Linked DNA regions of Mus musculus: regions 1, 2, 3, 4, 5 and 7 are each linked to region 6. A link is a contact called in public HiChIP or PLAC-seq and promoter capture Hi-C data. All regions are on one chromosome and are shown on one strand. The core of a region is the stretch at or near the end of the contact, and the rest is flanking DNA. Distances in the headings are between cores, read along the strand shown.

Region 1 (3,143 bases), core at 601-3,100, 450 kb after region 6:
GTAATTGCATGGACACCTTTGGATGAAGAGGGACATTCTTAATGCTCATGCCAGAACAAGATGGTACACCAGGGCTTGCACTCTTTGGGCAAATCAATGGGTGTGGCCACTCCAATTAGTGTGGCCTTTGGCAGAGAAAGGATATAGGACTTGGACTTAATTTAGACCCCCTACAAAATTCTTTTTTGTTCTCCACTACAGAATTCTAAAGACTCTCTATGCTTACAGCTTTGACCTTGCAAAGACAATCTGACCCACTGTATCTTACAGAACAATTACAGGGAGAGAGAGAGAGAGAGAGAGAGAGAGAGAGAGAGAGAGAGAGAGAGAGGGAGGGAGGGAGGGAGGGGGAGGGGAGGGGAGGGGAGGAGGGGAGGGGAGAGAAGAGAAAAGGATGAAAAGTTTTGCATGTAAAATTCTTAATTAATCATCTATTTGCATATACCCAAGTACCATCATTCTTTACTGATGGCTCAGTCTGTCTTGAAACCAGTTTTGAAGGAAATGCCTATTTGGGTGTTTCACAGGTGGAGCCTCAAATTGGTGTTCAAGGCATCAGTTGGTTTAAGTACACGGAGACCCTTTGGTTTCATAAGATCTTTGTATACTTAACGAAACCAACACTATCTTTAAATGTCGACTTGTAAGCATTAGGCAGGCTCTGACATCATGTGACAAGAGAGAACAGTGAGTATAAGGTGTTGACTTCCTGATTTACTCATATTTCCCTCGACACATATACAAGCGTTAAATGTTTTAGCAACAACAAATTGAAAGTCAAAACTTTTCCCGATACGTCTACAAAGACCTTGTAGAAAGAAGTGTTAAACTGCAGGTTCAGATGTGAGGGTATATGGACCGTATACCTATTACCAAGCAAGCACTGAGGTGACTGGCTAAGCTAGAATAGTCTATTTATTAGACTGTTATCAGATTTATTAGACCCTAATACTTCTTGGCTGGTAAAGAAGTTTACTCATCAAATCCTAAATCCCTACAATTAAAGCAGGAAGTGTCTATACACCTCAGCAGGAGGAGGTAGCCTGTTTCCTGATGTTGAGTTCCACTTTCAGTTTCGGATGGAGGGAAGGCAGAAACACCTAGAAGCCTCGTCAAAGGGAGCTACAACCAGGACAATTTTGAAAGATTTAGGTGCCTGTTTACGAAAGCGGCAGCCATGGCGTTAGGGTTGGGTGTACTTAGGAAACAGGCTGTGTAGAGTAAATAATAAACTGGAATCAGGGTATCCAAGTTGGAGTTAGGGCACGTCATCCCTCTGGGCTTCATTTCAGTGTGCTCGCCTTAAAAGACACTCCTTAGGCTCGAAACGAAAAGTAGCAAGAAGGTAATGACTAAAGTTTGCTGGCGGAGCACTCTTCAGTCCTCATTTATAGAGGAGTTGACAGGACTAGAGGAATAACTTATGCAAGGATATGGAACTAATATTCCCAAGCGAGGCAACTAACACTGGACGGATATTCTTTCTCTGAGAGAGTTGAGGTGGGGAAGACAGTCCCCACCCAAACCCAGACTCACAAACACCGTGGCCTTAGCTGCTCTGCGCAGCCGCAGGTACTTCAGCCGGTACTTCTCGTTCTGGCTCTTCCTCGGGAGCCTTTTCATCCTGGCCTTGCTGGACAGCGGGGTGCGCGGCTCGGAGGCCAGGCCGCTCAACACGCTCATGATCAGACCGGGTTCTGGAGCTCCGGGGCGCGGAGGGGATGGAGCGCAGGCAGAAACAGATGGCGATCCTCGGCACTTCCCAGTCGATTTCCCAAGGAAGACCCGCCGGAAGTTGCGCAAAAGCACCGCCACGTGTAACTTCCGGGTTTGGAAGTTGCGGTGGTTCGGACCTAGCGGTGGGCTGGGAGGACGGGTGTGGCTCAGGGTTGCAAGGAGCTGGAGCTGGAAAGAACCGGTCCTACCCGGCTGATAGCCAGCGAAGTAGGGAAGAGTTTAAAGTCCTGATGCAGACGCTCAGGCAGGTGCCCTCAGGGAATGCACGTCCACATCTGCTTTCCCAGGTTGCTCTGAGCAGCAGGCCTTCCTGGGGTTTTAGCAGACTTAAATACTAATGCGGGGAACTCAGTTTCCCATATGTGCTGATCGCACAAGTGTTTCTTAGGCTGTGAACTTCGGGGATAGTAAAACAAGACCTTGATTGCCCCAAAGCTTGGTATCTAGTTAGCAAACTGTTTTAATAAAATGTTAAGTAGCACAAGGTCGGCTTTCAGTGGTTTTAAAATGAAACCAGGAGCGTTTCAAGTACACATACTTCCTATCGTTTTTTTCTTTCAGTAGTGTCAAACCAATTGACTGAGCCTCTTTTTCACATTTTGTTTTTGTTGTTTGTTTTCTCCCTCTCAAAGTAAGAAATGAGATGGGGTGGATTTCCAAACTAGTGTACTCATATAAAAGATAATTATTGTTAAATTCTCCAAATCTAGACGTTTACGGTTGTACATGGAAGCCAAGAAGTATGTTACATAATTAACGCGCTCACTGAATTACTAGAGAAAAACCTAATACTGATAAAGACAACTTAGAATTCAGTAAGTGATCCAAGTATTTAATCTCTGAAAACTGTAAAAACCATTGCAGTTTTGACAAACTGCAACCCAAGAGAAAAAGCGTGTAGATACTCTTCTATGACTGCCCATGTAACAAGCTGCTTTTTTTGAACTTGGTTGGGTCTTAATAATGCAACTCCAGGGTACCATTTGCCTTCACAAATACCTAAGGTGCTCCTGTGGATTTAGTTGGTTTTAAAAGCCATCAGAATTGTGACAACTTATAAAATACACTGCTTTGAAAATATATACTGGAATTCTAGCTTGGAATCTGAAAGCACTCATAGTAATCGAAATTGACTTTATTCTTAATAAAGCGTTAGTTTTAACTGCCTGATTTGCTGTTTAGCTGCATTTTGTTCTCATAGACTTTGACATCTATCTGACTTTTTGTATTATTCATCTTCTTCGTGTGTTGTGTCTATGAGGAGGAAAGTCCCAGCCTCTGCTTTAGTTGAAAGCTCTTTTGGCCAGTAGACTTCAGTGGAATAGTCCCAAACATGTTTATTATTATTTTTTTTTTTCACTTGAGACTTTTTCTTTTACAATTAAGGCAATTTTCTTGCAAATTTG
Region 2 (2,989 bases), core at 200-2,699, 410 kb before region 6:
AAAAGCAGAAAAAGAAAACCTCAAGAGCTTCAATCATGTGTACAGAGAAAGCCAGTGCTCTAGGAGTTGTGGTAAAAAGCAGTCCATGACCAGGAAACTAGTAAATGTCCAAGACACTAAGGTATATCACAAATGTACCACCATCTTAAGCAACAACTTGCTCATCTACAAATAAAGGGTAGCATATTAAAATTCTTCACGGGATAGAGTACGACAGAATAAACAAAGCTGAAAAAATTCTGGATAAATGTAATCCTGTTAAAGAACACACCCGACTTGAGGTGAGAAAATCCATTACTCTAGTTTTCTCCAAGAGCCCAGACAGGGAGCTTCAAAATCTGTCATATCCCAGAACCACTGTGTTATTTGACTCCTTGGCAGATTAATACCCGGCTTCTTCATGTACCAACTAACAAAGTACCAGTGACCAAATAGAGCCTTTAAAGGAAAGGCCATTATTATACCGTGGGCCTAACAACTTTTCTATGGGAGAGAACATTTGGTATGAATTGCCCTGTTTAACAAATTGCTGAGACAAGCAGAAAAATAACCTTCCACGATTTGAGACCACACACTGACTGACACAAAGGGCTCTAACAACAGAGAAAACCAAGATGCATCATCTGGTTCACAATATTTTACATATAAACGGTTTGTCAACAGTGAGTGAAAGCTAATTACAACCAACTTTGGAACTTCAGTGTTCTAACCGAGACTGGACTTTTTGGCTTAAGCTTTGCAACGAGGATTTTTGTTTAACCCAAGCATCACCTTCCTTAAACCTTGAAACACTGCTGGCCAATAAATTTGACAGTCTTTAGAACCGATTAAGCACCTACTGAGACATACTCCTGCACTTTCATTCCGAAGCCACCAGATTCAAGTCCCGGAAGGGAGGAAGCCAGTGTTTCCCACTCCAGGTAGGGAAAAGGTAAACACCCTCACGCATCACCCGGCCACAGGCTGCCTCCTGGGCAACCTGGGGTACTCGGCCCCTTCTCTCCCGCAGCGTCGGGGCAATTGGGGTGAGAACCCGTCTTCCTCCCCAGCCACTGCCGCGCACAAGGTGCGGACCTCGCTCACTGAGGGTCACCGGAGCTAAAGATAGCCCCGCCGCACCTGGGGAAAGCCTGAGTCCCGCGCGCCGCCGCCAGGCCTGCCCCTGCCGCCTTTCGCGTCCCGGGCCCTTCGGGGGCCGGGGTCCTTGCCGCAGCCCCTTCCAGAACCTTAGGAACTAGCTCCGGCCTGCCAGCCCTCGATGGGCCCTGCCGCCCAGGCTGCGATTTGCAAGCGGCTCGAGCCCACTGCCCGCCGCGGCCTGCACCTACCCCGCCACCCTACCGCCGCGGCTCCAGCCAGGGCGCTCGCCCACCGAGGCTCGGTTCGCCTGCTCCGCGCCCGGCTGCCCGCTCCGCCCGGGCGCTCGGAGAGCCGGGGCTGCGCCCACACTGGGCATGCCCGGGCCGCACGGGGCAGCTGGGAAGTCGGGCGGGCAGCCTGCCGGTCGCTGGGCAGGGGCGGGGCTAGCGAGGTAGGGCGGGGCCATACCGGGGGGCGTGGTCTGGGAGCCTGGGAATTGTAGTTGGCTGGACCTCAGAGTCCAGACTCATTCTGGGTATCCAGGTCCAGGATTCTAGACCTTTGTTGCCTCCTAGTCAAACCCCTTCTCACTGTTGAGCGATCGTTAACCTCCTTAATCTATCTACACATCAGTGCTGGTCTTTCTGATATCCTTTAAGAACAAATGATGAAAACAATAAAATAGGAGACACCTTGATAATTTGGAGGCTTTCTATAAAGACTAATAAACCAGGTATGGTGATGCACACCTGAAATCCCAGCCCTTGGAAAGCTGAAGAGAAGAAATGGTCCAAATTCGAGTCCAGCCTTGGCTACCTAGTAAGTACCAGCCTTGGCAGAGCTGTGTAACAACATCTTGATTCAGAAAAAAACAAAAGCAAAAAACAAAAACTCAATAGAGTAATCAGTTATCATGCACATGCAAAAAGCCCTGGCTTCAAGTCCAAGAATTATATTACACAGGGCATGATAGTACAATCTCAGCACTTGGAATTTGGAGGCAAGAGATCAGAAGTTTGAGTGATTCAGAATATAAGGCATCAACCACTTAGGTAGCATTTAGTGCGGATTGTAATGATGGAATGGCTGTGATAAAAAACAAGTAGAGATTGCTGTTTTCAACTGGCTCATTTCTAGCCTGGCTCCATAATTTCTTGTCATGAAACTGTAGGAAAAGCCACTTTTACCCTTTTCAGGTTTCTCCTTTGAATTTAAGAAACAAAACCCAGAAAGAGTCAAGTATAAGAAAAGCATACAAGTTAGCTAGTGAGTTAGTAGTGACTGACATATAAACCCTGAGAAGGGAATGAAGAAGATTGGAGATGGGTTTTCTTTTATTTTTTGGAGGGGGATGGAGGGAGGCTGGAGACAGGGCTTCACTCTATAGCTCCGGCTGTCCTGGAACTCACTCTGTAAATCAGGGTGGCCTGCCTCTGCCTCTGCCTCCCAAGTGTTGGGATTAAAGGCATGCACCACCACCCAGTTAGTTTAGTCCAGAGGAACAGAACTTAATGAATATATATGGGGTTTATTAGAATGACTTACAGGCTGTGGTCCAACTAAACCAACAATGGTTACCTGTGAATGGAAGGTCCAAGAGTTCAGCAGTTGTGCACTTCACAAGGCTGGGTGTCGAAGCTGGTCTTCAGTACACGCTGGAATCCCAAAGTAGTAGGCTCTACTGCCAGTGGAGGAATGGACTTGCCAGTGAGAGCAAGAGCAAGCAGGAAAGCGTGAGTTCCCTTCATCCATGTTCTTTATATAGGCTGCCAACAGGAGGTGTGGCTCATATTAAAAAAGAGTCTTTCCACCTCAAAAGATCTTGGTTAGGAGTCCTCGCGGCTGGGTGTGGTGGGATGTACTCACTCCTTTAGCTCCAGTACAGGGAAGGCTGAGGATTAACATTAAA
Region 3 (3,037 bases), core at 166-2,665, 480 kb before region 6:
CAGGCTTGTCATACCTACCTGGGAGGCTACAGTGTACAAGTTCAAGGCCAACCTAGGCAATTTAACAAGATTTTGATCTGAACAAAAACAAATGTAAGAAGAAATTTGGTGTTTTACAGGCCTAGAAATGTAGCTCATGGCAGAGCATAAGCCCAGCATGAGTGATGCACTAGGTTCAATGTCTACCATCACAAAAGAGGAGGAACAGGTGTGGATGTGCTTCACTCACTCAGAGCCTTGATGTACAAATGCGAATATCCATGCTCTTTGCCACTTGAAATAAAGGACTTTTTTTAAAGTGTGTACTCAGACAACAGGTGGAAAACTAAAGCAAACAAACAGGTAATATTTAAATTAGGAAGACCATGGTAATGGCCAGGCAGGTTAAGCCTCTTGCTGTCAGGCCTAATGATCCCTCCAAACCTTCAACAGAACCAGCTCCTGCAAGTTGTCTTCTGACCTCCACAGGTGCACGCACCATAGCACGACAGACAGACAGACAGACAGACAGACACACACTGCAATAAAAAATTAAAATGAGGACTCAAACTTACTCTCCATAGGCACCTTCTCCCAAAGTTTGCACCAAATCCCAGTCTTCCACAAAAGGCACTGCCATGACTCCAAGCACAGCGACTGTAAAATGCAGGATCCCAGAAAATACTGGGGATGAGTGTAAACTCTCATCACCTGTAATGCCACTGAGCCATGTCTCCTGCTATGATTCCGCACGACTTTCTTTTCATCTTACATCTGAACCATATTTACCCACGTCATAATACTGAACTTGAACATTTTGTCCTGTTTATCACAAATCCTGTTTCCACGTTTGTCCTCCGTCCGCCTTTATGCAAAACTGAGCACTTGCTTGGCTCCAGGGTTGCAAGACAAGAGCTTTCGGGTGAATGATCCGGAAAGGGAGTTGCGGGCAGGTCAGGGTGCGGGGGTGGGGAGCAGCTGGGTGTAACTACGGTAATTACTGCCAGAGCAGCCCCTCCTCCCACCCGCTCACTTCCAATTCCCACCCCAACGGCACGTGTCCCCAGCACCGGGAGGGAACAGGGCGGGGCCAAGCCGCGGAGAGAAGCGGGAGGCAGGGACCCCTAGAGCCGGGAAAGCATGCGAACCCCGGAGCCTTACAATCGCTCTGGTCCCTTTATGCTGGAGAGCCACGGGCCACCCGCTCCAGCCCGGGCTCCGGGCGGCCCTCCCACCTCTCTGCTAGTCTGGACCACTCCCTCCCCGCGCCCGTCCACACTAAACAAGCCCTCTGGGTCCTTTGCTGGAGTTCTTTCCCACTGTTCAGGACGCCCTTCTCACCAAGCAGTCCTTTGCCAGCTGCCACAGGAATCCAAATGCACAGCTTTTCCCGCCAAAACCTGCTTGCGTCATGCTGTCGCAAAAGCGCACACCTCTGCCGTAAAGCGGGCCGGCGCGCGTTGTCCTATCCCAGGCTCTGCAGAGGAGCGACTTCAGTAGACCGACCGCGCAAGGACCCTTCCTTCTAATACTGGCTGAAATTCTGATGTGGCCGTAGTTAAGACACAAGCTGACCAGATTTGGTATTGACGACTGCTTTGGTGAGAACTGATCTCTGAGTCCGAATGAAATGGAAATGGCACGGGGCGTGTGCCACGCCTTACGTTGCTCCACAGAGGCACCGAAGCCTCCATCCAGACTGCGCCACCAGTTGGGCCAAGAACCCAGGTTCCCTGCCACTCAGAGCCTGCAAAGGCTGCACCGTTAAGTACGTAAACCGACCTGCTCTTGACCTCGGAGCCCCAGGGAGGAAGGCTCAAACTAAGCGACACAGAGTGCTCTGTAAACTCAATTGTGCCCCCCTTAGTATTCGAATTGAGAAGCTAGCAACTGCTGCTGGAATTCTGAAAAAAAAAAAAAAAAAAAACGAAGGAAAGCAAGTGTGGTGGTGCATGCTTGTAGACCTAGAACTTGGGAAGCGTAAGCAAGAAGATCTTGAGTTCAAGGCAATCCGAGTTATACAGGGTTAGTCTTACCAAAAAAAAAAAAAAAAAAACGAAGGGGAAAAAAAACCACATCGCCGCGGATGTGTGAGGGGAAAGTGCAGTGAGAGTCACCAATATTGCCTGAACAGGAGGCTCCAGAACCAGTTAAATCTTTTTTTTTTTTTTGGGGGGGGGGGGACACACGACTATTTGCCTGTACTAGCTTTCTTAAACAAGCACGGTGGCCCACCACACTATAGAGATAAAGCAGGAGATACCCAACCAAGATGCTCGCTTTCAAGAAAAAACAAACAGCAAAGTAGACTTAATGGTGACTCATCTATAACCTCAGTCTAGGGAGGTTGAGCCAGGGAAAGTGATTCAGGTTGGTCAGCCTGAGCCAAGGGTGTGTGAGTGTGTGTGATCTTATCTAAAAAAAAAAAAGGAGGTGGGTTGGGGAGCACAATCAATATTCCTTAACTAGGCTAGACTTATGGCATAATGGTAGAATGCCTGCCAAGCATACAAAAGTCTCATAATAGAGAAATGTCAATTCTAAGAAAAGGGACTTGGATACAAAAAATAAGGAAACAATGAAACCATGTGCTGGCTAGTCAAGTGCATTGCCTCTGAGCTACATCTCCAACTCCATGAAATCTAACCTGGAAATGTTTAAACTTAAACCATGTTATCAGTTTAGGGTTCGTGTAATTAAAAACAAGCTATTAGATTATTTCCATTTCTTTGTGATTTCCTGTGTATATTCTGAAATCTACAAGAGGTTGATTTAGTCTTTTTTTTTTTTTTTTTTTTTTGGTTTTTTGAGACAGGGTTTCTCTGTGTAGCCCTGGCTGTCCTGGAACTCACTCTGTAGACCGGCTGGCCTCGAACTCAGAAATTCACCTGCCTCTGCCTCCCAAGTGCTCTTAAATGGAATCTAGGTTCCTCTAGTCTTAAATGGAATCAATGTCTTATTTCCTGGAAAAGACACAGTATCAGAGTTCTGACTTGGAGAAGAGTGTGTATATGTGTGTGTGTGTGTGTGTGTGTGTGTGTGTGTGTTTATGTGTTTG
Region 4 (3,238 bases), core at 16-2,515, 290 kb before region 6:
GCGACAGGGCAGCTCTGACTCTCTAGGGACAGTCTTCGTCATTTTTTTTTTTTTTTTTTTTTTTGAAGAAGCCACTGTGGCAGCAGCGAAAGCCCTGGGGAAGAATCTATTGGCTAAATACATGGTATTGTTGTCTTCTCAACAGCTTCCTGGAGGCTTATCTGACTCCAGACCCAGGCGGCTGCTGTGTACACTCACAGAGGGACACCCACAGGGAGCGGAGAAGCACAGTGGTTGCAGTGTAAGTGACACTTCCAGCATCCAGTCTCGCATCCCTCTCGAGCTGTCTAGGCACCAGGCACCAAAAGCAGCTGAAGCTGAGCTCAGTCCAAGAACTCTGCTGTCTCTCTGGAGAGCCACAAGAAACCTGGCCTCCACAGGTGGTATGACCCCCCCCCACACACACACCAGTTTATTTGAGGTGGACAGGCAATGAGTCCCTCAGAAGAGGCTGAGCAGAGGGAGAAGCAACTTTACAAAAGCAAGGAACATGTGCCCCCAGAGTGCCACCTGCAACACCCTCACCCCTGCCCTCATCTTATGCACATCAATCAACGGTCATCAGTTTTACTTCAACTCTCATTTCTGGAACAAAAAGGAAGACTTCTTCAGAGAAAGGGATTTACTAAGAAACAAGAGGGGCTCTGGGATGGATCTTGGGAGTGTGTTTGTGGGATAATGGGGCACACAAAAACTGGCTGTGACCACAAGATTGGATCTGTGCTCTGACATCAGCTGGAAGAGTTGTCCGTCTCCTAAGACTTCTGTCTTTACTCTTAATAGGGAAAGGGCCTGAGATGCTCAGGAAGTTATTTTTCACCTAAAGAAGAAATTTCTGGGAAGCACACACACACGATCTCACATACAAATACTCACACACATTCACACACATGCACATATGCACACATACATGCATGCTCACACCCACACACATTTATGCACATATGCATGCATGCACACACACAAACACACACACACACACACAATGGGGTAAAAACCTAAAGCATGACAAAAATAAATGATGGAAACATTCCTCTTGAATGTATTTTGAGATGTTTGGAATTTTTATCTTACTAGGTTGTCCCTGAAACAGGGAGATAAACTGGATGACCTTGCAAAATCCCTTGCATTTTAGGATTAAGAAAAAAACAAAACAAAACAAAAAACCGATGGTCTCTAGGATTCCAGTGAAAGGATTAAGGAACAGGATCCAGATACAGGGCCCAGCCATCTGCTATCCTTGCCCTGGCCACTAGGGGTCTCTGCGGATCCATAGCCTCAGACCAGCTCACCAACCCCTCCCAGATGGCTACCACCAAGACTAACTTGCCTGGTCCGAGGGGAGGGTGGGACGTATTTCAGTGTCCCACTTCCACTGGAAGCTTGTCCCATCTTTCTAGGCATGGACGCGGACAGTCCTCTTGACTCTTCCTTATTTCCTATCACCTTTTACAGGGCACACAGAAAGGTTCTCTCTTGTGCAGATGTCTGTTGCCTTAGCTTGGGAATAGGTTTGTGAGGGAAAGAAGGCTGACTCTTCCTTTGACACTGTGCCTAGCACATTTTGGAGTGCGTGCTAGATGCTTCATAGATCTGTGGTCTAACTGGGCTGTACGCGCGTCTAGGTGGTTGAGGAGGTTGCCTCTGTCCCCAGACAGCCTTTCTGGCAGAGTCCCTCTGTTCTATCACAGCCAGAGTCCTGCCTTAGACCAAGAAGAGCTAGGCTTGCAAAAGCAAGGAAGCCAAGCACATATAAACAAACCATCTAATCCTGTCCTGTTCCACCCCAGCTGGGGGCTTTGGCCTCAAGGGAAAGGCACTCCAGGCCTGTGGAGACAAGCAGCAGCTGCTGCTCTTAAGGAACACTCCTTCCCGGAAGGAGCGGGAGCTCTCAGGTTTCACCCACCGGGCAGGAACTACACACTATGAAGCCCAACAGAAGTCACAGCTCTACTGCTATGGCGCAATGGGGTAGCACAAATCCACTTCTTGCCTCCTTGGTCTGGGGTGCTGCTTTCCCGTCTAAGTGGTAATACTCCTGAGGTGGACCACCTTCCTTTGTCCCCACCCGATCTGAAAAGTCACAGGTCACGTCCTCAAGATGATCAAGCATGGGGCAGAAGTCCTAAGGCCTTGGCAAGAGTGACTGCAGTATACCGCCTTCCACCTCCCTGATAACTTTGGAAAAGCAAAGCTTGCTGCATGTCAGGGAGAAGTCTACCCCTCTGAGGGAGAGATGGGCCGTCAGTGACTTCCATAGACTGCTGGGGAGTCCCAGAGCTAAGAGCTGGCTCCTTTACAGGCTGCTAAGCCCAGTACATTAGGATGTCCTACTTACTTCCCCATCTTCCAATCAGTTACCAAATCCAAACTCATGCTCCACAGTAACTGCTATGTCCCCTCAAGTCTCTGCATCCCTGGATTGCAGTCATCCCATGCCTAACCTGGGACCAGGAACCTTGCTCTCCTCTCTATCTGTAACAGGATGCCACTATGTTAGAAGAACACAGGCTCTATAATAACCATATACACATTCACTACTTAGTGTATGGTGTCGGGCCTGTCTCTTTTCTTATATCCTTTTCTCTTTCCTTGGGTGTCATAAGGAAATATAATGTCCATCTGAAGTCTTGTGAGGGATAAATTAAAATTTTACACATAAATACTTAGTGCACGCTATTTTTGTGATACGGGGAGCTCAGTCAATGCTGCGGGAGCTCCTTTCTCACCAGTTCATGTTGTAGCCATAAAAGCTCAATTAATTTGTCCTGCAATGTGTCTCCAGCACTGACCCTATTGTATATATCCCTATTTACTCTTTAAAATATTGAGCAGTTGGCTATAATAGTCAACATCGAAATATATCTCCTAAGGACTGGGGAAAAGGGGGCTTAGCAGTTCCGAGTACAATTCCAGAAGACCTAGGCTCAATTCCCAGCAACCACAGGCAACCCTCGGCTTCTCCAGGTCCAGGGGATCTAACAACGTCTTCTGTCCTCTGAGTACTGTGAGCACATGATGCACAGGCATACATGCAGGCAAAATTCCCTATCACGTAAAATCATTTTTTGAAAGAATACATATTTTAACTATCCCTTCCATAAGTTTAGTTTCAAGATGTACGGTCATTTCCATTTCAAGGTCAGAGACTGTGTCCTATCCACCTGTATGTCCTCAGAGTGCAGCAGGTTCCATGAATGTTTGAATGAATATATGGTGCATGTGTGGATGACTCTCT
Region 5 (3,163 bases), core at 306-2,805, 270 kb before region 6:
TTTCACAGCTTCGTTCTCTGCTCTGTTTTGTTCATAGTTGCATGATCCCATGTGTTATCTTACTTCCTAACATGAGGACTGCAGGGCTGGAGAGATGGTTCAGATGGTAAATCGCTTGCTACACAAGCATTAGGACTTGAGTTCTATACTCAGCACTCACATAAAAATGATGGGCGTGGTGGCCTGTGCTTATAATCCCAGTGCTGGAGGGCTGGAGACAGAGGGTCCCTGGGATGTTTGGATAGCCAGTGTAGCAGCCAGGCCACCAGAGATAAAACCACACACACACACACACACACACACACACACACACACACACACACACACAGACAGTATGCAAGAGAGAGAGAGAGAGAGAGAGAGAAATTGAGAAGGGGAAGTGGTCTGAGAATTGAAGCAAGTGCCTCCAGCAAAATGGGGATAATATTGTTAATATTAATATTAAGCTTTGTGAGTTTTAAATAAGATAATAGATGCAAATAACTTAGGATAGCACCTGGTACCTGTAAGTGGTCTATAAATGTTAATTATCATCATCATTGATATGCTTATTTCTCTTGCTGTTTCTGGTGTCTGTGAGGTTTTCAGCTCCCTTCTAGGCAAGAGCCTGGACTGGAGGATAAGGTGAGTGACTCTCAGATCAGGGCTTGCTGAGGTCTCTGTGGGCCTACAGCTCTGAGCTGGTTCCTTCAAGTGACTCCTCACTCCTAGCCTCTGGCCTCCAGGCCTGCCTCTTCAGAGTAGGCCCAGGGGCCTGGGAGGCCCCATTTTGGAACTGGCTTTGCGGTCAGGCAGCTATAATCTGTCCCTGGAGCCACACCAGAGTCTCATTAAAACGTGCCCCATAAATGTTAAAAAATTTACACATAAAAAAATTCCATGCATGAAACTGAAACCGTACGTTTTACAGCCTTAGTTTGAAATCTTGCATAATATATAAAACCTTGGCCTTGCACCGGGGGCCCGTAAATCAGATTTTATAAAACAAAAAGCTTTTACCTTTCAAAGGGGTTTGGGGAACTTGCAAATTTTACAAACTTTACCAAGTGCCAGTCAGAGGCTGCTAGGCCCAGGGAGGGTGTCGGATCTGGAGGCCAGGTTAGAAAGAAGCATGGTGTAGGAACTGTACTATATCCCAGAGGGGTCACCAGGGATTCCTGATTTAACCACCTGAGAATAGAAAGCTGCCCCCGAAATGGATCTGGGGAAGGTCCTAGTCGGGGCTCCAAGGAGATATTGGTTTCATTCTCTTATGTGAAGGCTTTATTGTCACCAGGGAGAGGCGGAGTGTCAGTGGGAGAGGCACAAAATCAGGAGTCAAAGACCAGGGTTCTCTTCTATGGACGTGAGGATCGCTGTGAGTAAAAGGAGATGGGAGTGGACATCTTTCTAAGGTTGGGTTTCTAACCCCAACCTTTTTGTAATTACGTTTTCCTCACAGTAGAGGCGCTGTGGAGCAGCAAGCTTCCAGGATTCCCTCCCTCAGAAATCTCTAACTTGGATCCTCTCTCAGAAATTTGGGGCGGTACTGGGAGAGCTGACTCAGCTGTTTCCATGGAGACTTGTCAGGAAAAGCGGCTCTGGGAGACTGTGAGGAGCACGGGAGGGTGTGACAGGCAAAGAGCTACAGGGAGGGAAGGAAGAACGGGGCTTCCCAAGAGGTGGGAGAAAGCAGGGGAGGGTCAGAGAGGGGCTGGAGGAGGGTGTTCAGAGGGGCAAAGATTTGGGGGAATCCAGTGCCCTCCCGACAATCTCATCTATGAAAGTCAATATTCAAGGGCAAAGGAAAGCTGCCCTCACACACACATATATAAAAAATAAATCTCTCAATTATCTCAGCTCATTTGCTTGGGGTCCCTCATTTTATGTCCCTGCTTGGCTGCGCAGTATATCTGTCCGGAGAAAGAGTTACAGTCCGTTGGGCTACGTGTGCGGGGTTGTAAAAAATACAGATGCCAAATTAACTGGCTGTGGCACTCGGTAGCTGATTGAGCTGGTAATAACGGGATCTGACCTTTTTCTAATTTCTAATTATGTGCATCTCGGCTGTGCTGGCGACATGATTCTTGTCCTAATGATGGCTCCTGTGCTTGGCCTCTGTGTCTCCTCCTTTTGACATAGGGCTAGGAACCAATGGCAAAGGGGACTGTTGGATTTCCCTATCCTACCCTAAACGTTTCAGGCTCCTGACCATGGTGTGTCTTTGACAGCCAGGAGGTAAGCCTGTGGATCTAGAACACGATACCACATTGAGATGAATTTTCAGATGCAAAACATTTTTAAGGGCCAAGTCTATGAGCCATCCAGTTAATTTATCCCAGTCGCATGAGTTGGGTATAGTTAGCTGTATAGATGAGGAAACTGAGCATCAAGGGGTTCGGTCACCAAGGTCCTACCGAGAATAAATACTGACGCAAAGCTCATTACATGTGTGCACGCGTGCAGTTACCCTTTCTCAAGCATATCCTGACTTTTTGAAAGAGCTGTCTCTTTGCTCCATAGCTGCCTGAGGCTAAATTTGAGACTTTCCTTTCCAAATTGCAAAGTCTCCTAATTCCAACTAGCTGAGGAGCAGGGCAGGGCTAAGTTAGCCTGGCCCTCCACCAGCTGGAGGACCAGCACACTGGAATCTTCGAGACTGCAGCCAGGGTTCGATGCCTGCTAGGGAGGGAAAGAGCCAGGGATGAGCAGAGGTAGACTTGGGAGCTTTCACTAATATTCCTTGCAGCCAGTAAGAGCTTCTTCCCCGTCTGAGCCCTGCTCCCACTTTTAAATCATCACCAGACCGCAAACCTCCAGGCCAGTGTGGGTTCTCCAGGTAGCATCCAGTGCAGTTCTTCACAAAGTACTGCACTGGATGCCAATAATAGCGGCAATGTGAGTAATTTTCAGTCCAGAATAATGCCGAAGTCAGCCATCTGCCCTGTAGATGTACTGAATATGTGTGTGTGTGTGCACACGTGTGTACTCATGTATATGTGTACATGTGTGTGTGAGAACATGTACTTTCTTTTATAGTCACTTTTATTTCCCAAACTCTTTTCTTTTGGGGAAGCTAAATTCTGGGCAGAAGAGGCCAGCACTACTATCAATCAGTGTGTCTATGTTGAAGAGCACATTTGCAGAGTTCACATACAGGAAAAACAAACAAACAAACAAACAA
Region 6 (3,001 bases), core at 457-2,956:
GTATTAACTTAAAACACCTAATGGCTTATTTTGCCCCCCCCCCCCCGCCTCTATCAAGAACAAATGATTTTACACATTTGAGAAAGACAACTAAACATTACTCCGAGTTGCTTTTGCTTTTGTTTGCTTGGGAGAGAAAAAAAAACTGTCTAACAAAGTTTGTTATGGCTTGGATGTCAAAGGCTGGCTCTGATGAGCTTAAGAGTGACTGCATCCTGAGGCCTCATCAGTGAGTTAATTACCTTAGATGGGTTCATAGTTAGACAGACTGCTGGAAAGGGATGGAAACTGGCACAACCTCTTCTTACCTTTAGGGATATGTGCATGCAGGTGGTACACATGCAGCATGTAGGCAGAACATGCATACACAGGAAATAAAAGTTTAAACATCCAAGTGTTCTCATGTGTGCTATCCTCTGGAGTAACTAACTATAAATTAGATCTACACCTTGTGTCCTTGACCTGCCATTACAAAACTATGTAAAACTCATTAAGACAAGAGTAACATTTTATTTCTTGTGTATCCTCTCAGTTTCTAATAGTACATAGTTACAGTAACAATAGCATAGCTCCTCAATAAGGCAGCTAACGTTCAGTCGTTAAAGAGGTAAGGACCTATAGGTCTCTACAGTCAAGAAAACTGAATCAGCCTCCACTTCATTCATAATTCAGAAAAAGAGTGCACTGAAAGCCAGGCTAGTGACTCATGCCTTCAATACCAGTACTAGGAAGGCAGAGGCAGACACATCTGTGAGTTCGAGGCCAGCCTGGTTGACATAATGAGTTCCAGGACAGCCAGGGTTACATAGTGAGAATCTGGAGAGAAGGGACGGGACGAGAGAAAGAAGTAGAGGGAGAGAGGGAGAGAGGGAGAGACAGACACAGAGACAGGCAGGCAGTCGAGCAGGCAGATAGAATACATCCAGGCCCAATTTTGTCTAAGGACACAGCTTCCAGGACCGCAGTTCACAAATCTTATATTGCTTTTGTTTTCCCTTCACGCTTGCACGACGAAGGATGCAAACTTTGACCGGTTTCCATTCACTGGCCTGATCTTTTGATCAGACACCCTATAGCCTGCATACAAAATCTTGACACATTCTGGGTAGCAGTTAGGGAAGAACACTCTTCCACACATGTGGACCAGCTGCCAGTATAGGGTGGCAAGAAGGGAAAAGGGTTTATGTGACCTCGGGCCTCTTCCCAAGTCTGTCTCTTGGTTTCATTGATCCTTGCCTTGTCGGTACATGTCAAAACCTAAAGGAAGAAAAACTACCAATAAAATAAGGCCCAGTAAGGAGAATGTGTTGTTATTTTAACTAGTGATCTGCATTCAATTCAGGAGGGATTCTAGGGATCCTGAAATGCCAAGCCGATTTGATTGTCCCCACAATCCCAGGCTCCTGCGGACTGGTCATCAGATAGATAGCGGGGCAGGAATTGGTGTCTAGACCGCGGAACAGCTCTCTGTGATCGGTCGGAGCAATCTCAATCGCGAAAGCAAGAAGCTATTAAACGGTCTTCCCGTTGTTGTCCAAGGGTTTAATCCTTACCAAGGTGTGATTGACAAGCATTGCTATCCAATTGAAACTGAGGACAGTACATATAGACCAATGGGAGGACGTAAAGGAGACTGACGTACACACCACCCACCCACCACGCTTTGCGTTGCCTGGAGCCACAGCCAACGTCAGCTATTGAGGACGCCCTTAAGTGCTGAAAGGGCGGCTTTGATTGGTCCATCTTAAATTTCTTAAATGAGCCCCTACTTGTGATTCGTCCAAAGTAGACCAAAGCCTGGATGAAGGGGACAGAGAGCGAGGGGTGAGTCCTGGTGAGGAACCTGAGAGCCGGGTGAGGACCGGAGGCTGGCCCCAGACGCCTGGAAGGTGAGGGCGGGAGGCGCGCGGGCCACCGAAGGTCATCCTGGCCGCAGGCCTGGGATTACTGCTCAGTCCCCAGTGTTCCCAGCTGCGGTGCTGGGAGCTGATGTGTGGTGAACCCTGCAGACTGAATCGCTGCCTGCCCAGTAAAAAGGGCAGGACGCTGAAGCACCCTCTTTCTGTCAGTCAGGTGTCACCTGGTCTTTAGGGGTCGTGACATTTGATTTTGCCCAGAGGTGCATGTGATTAACCAACAAAGATTAGGAGGCATTAGCCTAATGTTTTAAAACCCAAACGAGGCTGAAGTTTCTAAAGTAGGAAAAAAAAAAAAAGTGTAGGCTCTCACTCCTCCAGTTTGTTGATTTTGGGGATAGGCCTTGCTCAATATCCCCGGCAGGCCTCAAACTTATGGTCGGTCCTCTTGCCCCACCCAGCCTTTTGAATGCTAGGATGACAGATGTGTACTACCACATCAGGCCATTCTAACTATTTTTGAAGGTTTGGAATAAGCAATTAAAAAAAAAAAAAGTTAAAAAGAGAGCTGGGCGTAGTAGTGGCGTTAATCTTTAGTCCCAGCAGGCTGGAGGCACAGGCAGTCAAATCTTTGTGAGTTCGAGGCTAGCCAAGTGTACAAAGCTTTACCCGGGAAAAAAAGATATCTCCAGAAAGGCAATCCTGTCCAGTAACCTACCATTTCTATTGCGTTCAAGGACTTGGTCCTGAAATTTGGGGTACGGGCAAGGTATCATCCACCAGCAGCCTTACACCACACTGCCTTATCTGTAATTTCCATCTGCCCCAGACAGCAAACTGTCCTCTGAGACAGGTATTAGTTTTCTCCCTTAAGATTCTCAGCTTGTCTTGCAGAGGTGGCCCATGCCTTTAATCACAGAGGCTGAGAGTTCTCTGAGTTTGAGGCCAACCTGATCTAGTTCCAGGACAGCCAAGGGTACACAAAGAAACCCTGTCTCAAAAACCAAAAACAACCAAAGATCCTCAGCCTGGTGGTGGGCAGGATTTTCATCCAATGAACCCAGGGTGCAGGATGTTTGTTTCTTTGTTTGTTTGTTTTCCCCTGGAAATTGGGTGAAAGGGGCTGTCAAACCAACCTTAGGTGG
Region 7 (3,261 bases), core at 480-2,979, 380 kb before region 6:
ATACTCTGAATATTGCACATGGAGTCTTTTTTAAAAAGATGTATTATTTATTTTTGTAATAACTATGTGTTGATGTCTGAGTATATATATATATACCACTTGAGTTGCAGGGACACTTGGAAGCTAGAAGCAGGTGTTGAATCTCCTGGAATGGAATTTTGGCTTCTCAGCAGTTAGTGCTCTTCATTGCTGAACCATCTTTCTAGATCTAAGAAATAATTTCTAGGAGTTGAGAAGCATGCACAATAATTCCCAGCAGCACATAAAAACAAAACAAAACAAAAACAAAAAACAAAAAACAAGCCGTGGGTATGAAAGTACACATCTGTAGTCTCAGCACTCGGGAGGTGAAGGTGGAAATATCAGACGTTCAAGATCAACCCTTGACTACATGGTTTGAGCCCCCACCCCAACCTCCACTACACCTCGTACCACCATCACCAATCAAAACCAGCATAGAAAAGTGCATTAAAGCTTCTGCTAAGGAAGTAGCCAAGGGTCATAGCTCCTCCTCTCCTTCCTAGAAGTGCATTGCATGAGTTCACTCCCTTAATCTAACAACAGGCCTCGGAAGTGGGAGGTATAACCCTCATTATGTTGATGAAAACGTGAGCCGCAGCAAGGATAACTTTCCCAAGGTCACAAAACCACATGACGCCAGAAAAATAGGGTTTAGCATCTATTTCTTGTTTTGCGTGTGTGTGTATATAGGTGCAGTTGCCATAGTGCTCTTGTGGAGGTTGCAGGACAATGTTGTGGACTCAGTTCTCTTCTAGCACATTCATGGGAGTCCCCAGAGTCGGGTTCAGGTTTAGACAATGAGCACCTTTCACCTGCTGAGCTCTCATGACCACTTTTTTTTCTAACAAGAAAAACACCCTCATGTTTCTAATTACCAGGAGGGCAGAATGGCTAATACTTTTTCTAATTTCATCAGAGATGATGTCCCCCTGCCTTCCCTGCCCCTCATGATTGAACTGTTGTGATAAGAGTGCATAAATCAACATAGGGAAGACCCCCTTCACCTCCCGGCTGTCATTCTTGGTTTGGCCTAAAATCAGACAAAATTAGGAGGTGTCACCAGGCAGACATGCCTCTCTTGTGCTGTCTTTTCTCTTTTCTTTCTTTTTCTTTTCTTTTTTTTAAAACTACATTATTAGATTTTATATGAATAGCATCTCTAAGCACAGATTTACATACAGCACATCAACGTGTGAGGTGTAAAGTCTGAAGTCTTTCTATTCCTGGATCCCCCTCACTCAAATTTCTCACTTGCATTCCACAGTTTTGGATGACAAAATTATTCCCACCATCCAGCCCCCTCACCTTGGAGCTATGAACGACTTTGGAGTAAGGCGCACCTCTTGGCTTGTCCACTACAACCCCTAATAGAATAGGAAGGGCAGTCCAAAAAGTGCCAGAGGCTCTTTGAGTGTGTCTGTCAGTATCTGCCTGCCCATCTACTCCATTTGCCTGCATTTTTATACAAAACCTAGTGTTGGGCCATCTGAAGAATCCATATTGGTAGCGATTGCACGCCCCCATCTCGGAGCTTCTGAATATTCATGTGGGAAGCAGAAGGGCCAGTATCAAAGAAGGGAGGAACGGCAATTCATAAATATTAATAAAGGTAGGTCCACGTGCTCTAAGGAAGCTATGAGTGTTCACGACAGGATGACGTTCAGGCCCTGGGCGCGCCCGTTAGGCGGGTTCCCGAGTGCGGGCGCGCCTCCGGGAGCCCGGGCACGAGCGCGGGGACCAGGCGCAGCCGGAGCAGCGGGGGAGCGCTCGCTGGCTGGCTTGCCCGCTGACGTTGTGCTGCACCGGGCCACCTCTAGTCGGTGGTTGGGGATGTCTGGCTGAGCCCTGGGATCCGATTCCTTCCTCCAGGACCCGCTCAGGTGCGGTGGTGGGAAAGGCGATCTTAGTCTGGACTAGCCCCAGTCCTGGGGGCGGGTGTGTGTGTGTGTGGGGGGGGGGGGGGTCGAATTCGGGTGGTGAAGAAGACCAGAGGATTGGAGATTCTCTCATAGGATTCCTCGGGTATGCGCTACTCTCATCTCCTCTGGGTCTTTTCCTCAGAAGTAAAAAGAAGGGTTCGTGGGCCGTCGTCCTGGTCTTTCCCAGTCTTGCGGGAGCTCAAGCTCAAGGGCCCCGGAGTGGGTACTGGTAGCATCATCTCAGAGCATCGTGTGTGTGTGTGTGTGTGTGTGTGTGTGTGTGTGTGTGTGTGTGTGTGTGTGTTCATGTGCAACACAGTGCCGGGAAACCCTATCTGATGGTGCTGGAGCAATGTGGACTCCATATGTCATTCCAGGACCGTTATGTGTTCCGCTTATCTTAGGCGTCTCAAAATCATCTTTGTCCCTACGAATCTGATCCTGCAATCTACTTGTGCCCCTCCGCGGCGTGTGGAGCCTTCCTCAGACGGGGCATTCTCGCAGTGTCAGACCCTCTGGCTGCAGTCCTCTGGGAGCGATTGTTTTACTACACAGAGCAGGTTGGAGAAAGGACGAGTGTGACGAAAAGGAGTGTGCAGAGCCCGCCCTCATCCTTGGGGCCCAGGGTGCTGCAGAGCGGAGGTTCAGCTGAAGGGGTGTTATACAATCCGTTCTTCTTGCCCTCTTGTCTTTCCCTTTGCATCTTGTCTCCAAGTACGACTCACCCATCCCGGTGACCAGGTCTTATTTGGCAAAGGGAAGACAGTGGAGTATGAGCAGGGGCTGCGTGGGATGAGCCGTGCATCCTCAGAGTGCCAGCCATTGTGCTGCCTAGAAGAGCCTTTCTTTACTCCGACAGAAGAGGGAGAGGAGGTCTGAAATGGAGGTGAATGGAACAGAAGGGGGGGGGAGGGTACCGAGTCCGGTGAAGGGGTTGCTGAGCCATGTGCAAATGAGTATTTATTCTTTCTGGCAAAATGGACAGCTTATACTAGCCAGGTTTTGCAGAAGAGCAGTGGGAGTCTGGAAGTGGATAACAGAGGGCATTTTAAGGATCTATATGGGAATGGGAGGGGAAGCACAGAGTCAACTGGTCTACAGAACAAGTGATGGAAAGACCAGGGAGATGGGATGGCATGTGTGGAGGTGCAAAGAGGCCCAGCAGGGGAGGCACGATGAAATCTCCCTCTCATCCACCATGCATTCAGCTCAGTGAAGCAGACTGGGGACTTGTACTGCAGACCCAAGCTGCAGCTTCTGTACTGTTAGGCTGCAGGGAGAGGCTTTTTCCCATGTTTCCTTCCGAGTGTCTGTTGAGGAC

What was found. Promoter capture Hi-C pulls out the DNA fragments that hold promoters and counts their contacts. HiChIP or PLAC-seq counts read pairs in DNA pulled down with a chosen protein or histone mark. Capture Hi-C pulls out chosen DNA fragments and counts their contacts.
Region 1: a promoter capture Hi-C map of adipose tissue shows a contact between it and region 6. The contact joins the promoter of Tbrg1 here to the promoter of Tmem218 in region 6. A contact is called at or near these places in 6 of 39 promoter capture datasets (the C10 cell line, hematopoietic stem and progenitor cells, liver and 2 more), 2 of 484 Hi-C or Micro-C datasets (B cells and CD4 T cells), 3 of 115 datasets of contacts at active chromatin or transcription factors (embryonic stem cells, extraembryonic endoderm stem cells and memory CD8 T cells) and 2 of 9 other capture datasets (adipose tissue and liver).
Region 2: a promoter capture Hi-C map of second pharyngeal arch cranial neural crest shows a contact between it and region 6. The contact joins the promoter of Ei24 here to the promoter of Tmem218 in region 6. A contact is called at or near these places in 17 of 39 promoter capture datasets (the 3T3-L1 cell line, 3T3-L1-derived adipocytes, the C10 cell line and 12 more), 1 of 115 datasets of contacts at active chromatin or transcription factors (liver) and 1 of 9 other capture datasets (adipose tissue).
Region 3: a contact with region 6 is called in a promoter capture Hi-C map of liver, with 2.8 times the contacts expected there. The contact joins the promoter of Chek1 here to the promoter of Tmem218 in region 6. A contact is called at or near these places in 6 of 39 promoter capture datasets (cranial neural crest, liver, maxillary cranial neural crest and 2 more), 2 of 484 Hi-C or Micro-C datasets (CD4 T cells and CD8 T cells) and 1 of 9 other capture datasets (liver).
Region 4: a promoter capture Hi-C map of neural stem cells shows a contact between it and region 6. The contact joins the enhancer-like site here to the promoter of Tmem218 in region 6. A contact is called at or near these places in 8 of 39 promoter capture datasets (the 3T3-L1 cell line, cranial neural crest, embryonic stem cells and 5 more), 1 of 15 datasets of contacts at CTCF or cohesin (the NIH/3T3 cell line), 3 of 484 Hi-C or Micro-C datasets (cortical neurons and embryonic fibroblasts) and 13 of 115 datasets of contacts at active chromatin or transcription factors (craniofacial prominence, differentiating embryonic stem cells, embryonic basal ganglia and 8 more).
Region 5: a contact with region 6 is called in an H3K4me3 HiChIP or PLAC-seq map of embryonic basal ganglia, with 4 times the contacts expected there. The contact joins the enhancer-like site here to the promoter of Tmem218 in region 6. A contact is called at or near these places in 5 of 39 promoter capture datasets (cranial neural crest, frontonasal cranial neural crest, maxillary cranial neural crest and 2 more), 1 of 15 datasets of contacts at CTCF or cohesin (the NIH/3T3 cell line), 2 of 484 Hi-C or Micro-C datasets (cortical neurons and embryonic fibroblasts), 8 of 115 datasets of contacts at active chromatin or transcription factors (embryonic basal ganglia, embryonic forebrain, embryonic limb bud and 4 more) and 1 of 9 other capture datasets (liver).
Region 7: a contact with region 6 is called in an H3K4me3 HiChIP or PLAC-seq map of neural tube, with 5 times the contacts expected there. The contact joins the promoter of Fez1 here to the promoter of Tmem218 in region 6. A contact is called at or near these places in 9 of 39 promoter capture datasets (the 3T3-L1 cell line, cranial neural crest, embryonic stem cells and 5 more), 5 of 115 datasets of contacts at active chromatin or transcription factors (embryonic forebrain, embryonic hindbrain, embryonic midbrain and 2 more) and 1 of 9 other capture datasets (embryonic stem cells).

The regions. Positions count from the first base shown.
Region 1 is chr9:37,655,462-37,658,604 of GRCm38.p6, forward strand. It overlaps Tbrg1 (transforming growth factor beta regulated gene 1), which reads right to left and starts at 1,851. Exons shown (of 9, transcript NM_025289.3): 1 at 1,537-1,851. The coding sequence starts at 1,683.
Region 2 is chr9:36,795,885-36,798,873 of GRCm38.p6, forward strand. Ei24 (etoposide induced 2.4 mRNA) reads right to left here and starts at 1,450. Exons shown (of 11, transcript NM_001199494.2): 1 at 1,329-1,450.
Region 3 is chr9:36,725,243-36,728,279 of GRCm38.p6, forward strand. Chek1 (checkpoint kinase 1) reads right to left here and starts at 1,416. Exons shown (of 13, transcript NM_007691.5): 1 at 1,321-1,416; 2 at 555-636. The coding sequence starts at 619.
Region 4 is chr9:36,915,291-36,918,528 of GRCm38.p6, forward strand. All of the region lies in intron 7 of Pknox2 (Pbx/knotted 1 homeobox 2), which reads right to left. Among named protein-coding and RNA genes, the nearest start is that of Gm34652, 57 kb to the right of the region's middle. Within about 2 kb of position 1,266, at least 70 of the 459 cell types and tissues checked have an H3K27ac peak or open chromatin away from gene starts, as enhancers often do. A contact at or near this core is called in craniofacial prominence, differentiating embryonic stem cells, embryonic limb bud and 3 more, where this site is marked.
Region 5 is chr9:36,932,391-36,935,553 of GRCm38.p6, forward strand. The region is part of intron 6 of Pknox2 (Pbx/knotted 1 homeobox 2); the gene reads right to left. Among named protein-coding and RNA genes, the nearest start is that of Gm34652, 40 kb to the right of the region's middle. Within about 2 kb of position 1,556, at least 96 of the 459 cell types and tissues checked have an H3K27ac peak or open chromatin away from gene starts, as enhancers often do. A contact at or near this core is called in cortical neurons, embryonic basal ganglia, embryonic fibroblasts and 2 more, where this site is marked.
Region 6 is chr9:37,206,517-37,209,517 of GRCm38.p6, forward strand. Tmem218 (transmembrane protein 218) reads left to right here and starts at 1,707. Exons shown (of 4, transcript NM_025464.3): 1 at 1,707-1,889.
Region 7 is chr9:36,831,011-36,834,271 of GRCm38.p6, forward strand. It overlaps Fez1 (fasciculation and elongation protein zeta 1 (zygin I)), which reads left to right and starts at 1,730. Exons shown (of 10, transcript NM_183171.5): 1 at 1,730-1,901. It also overlaps the pseudogene Gm27219.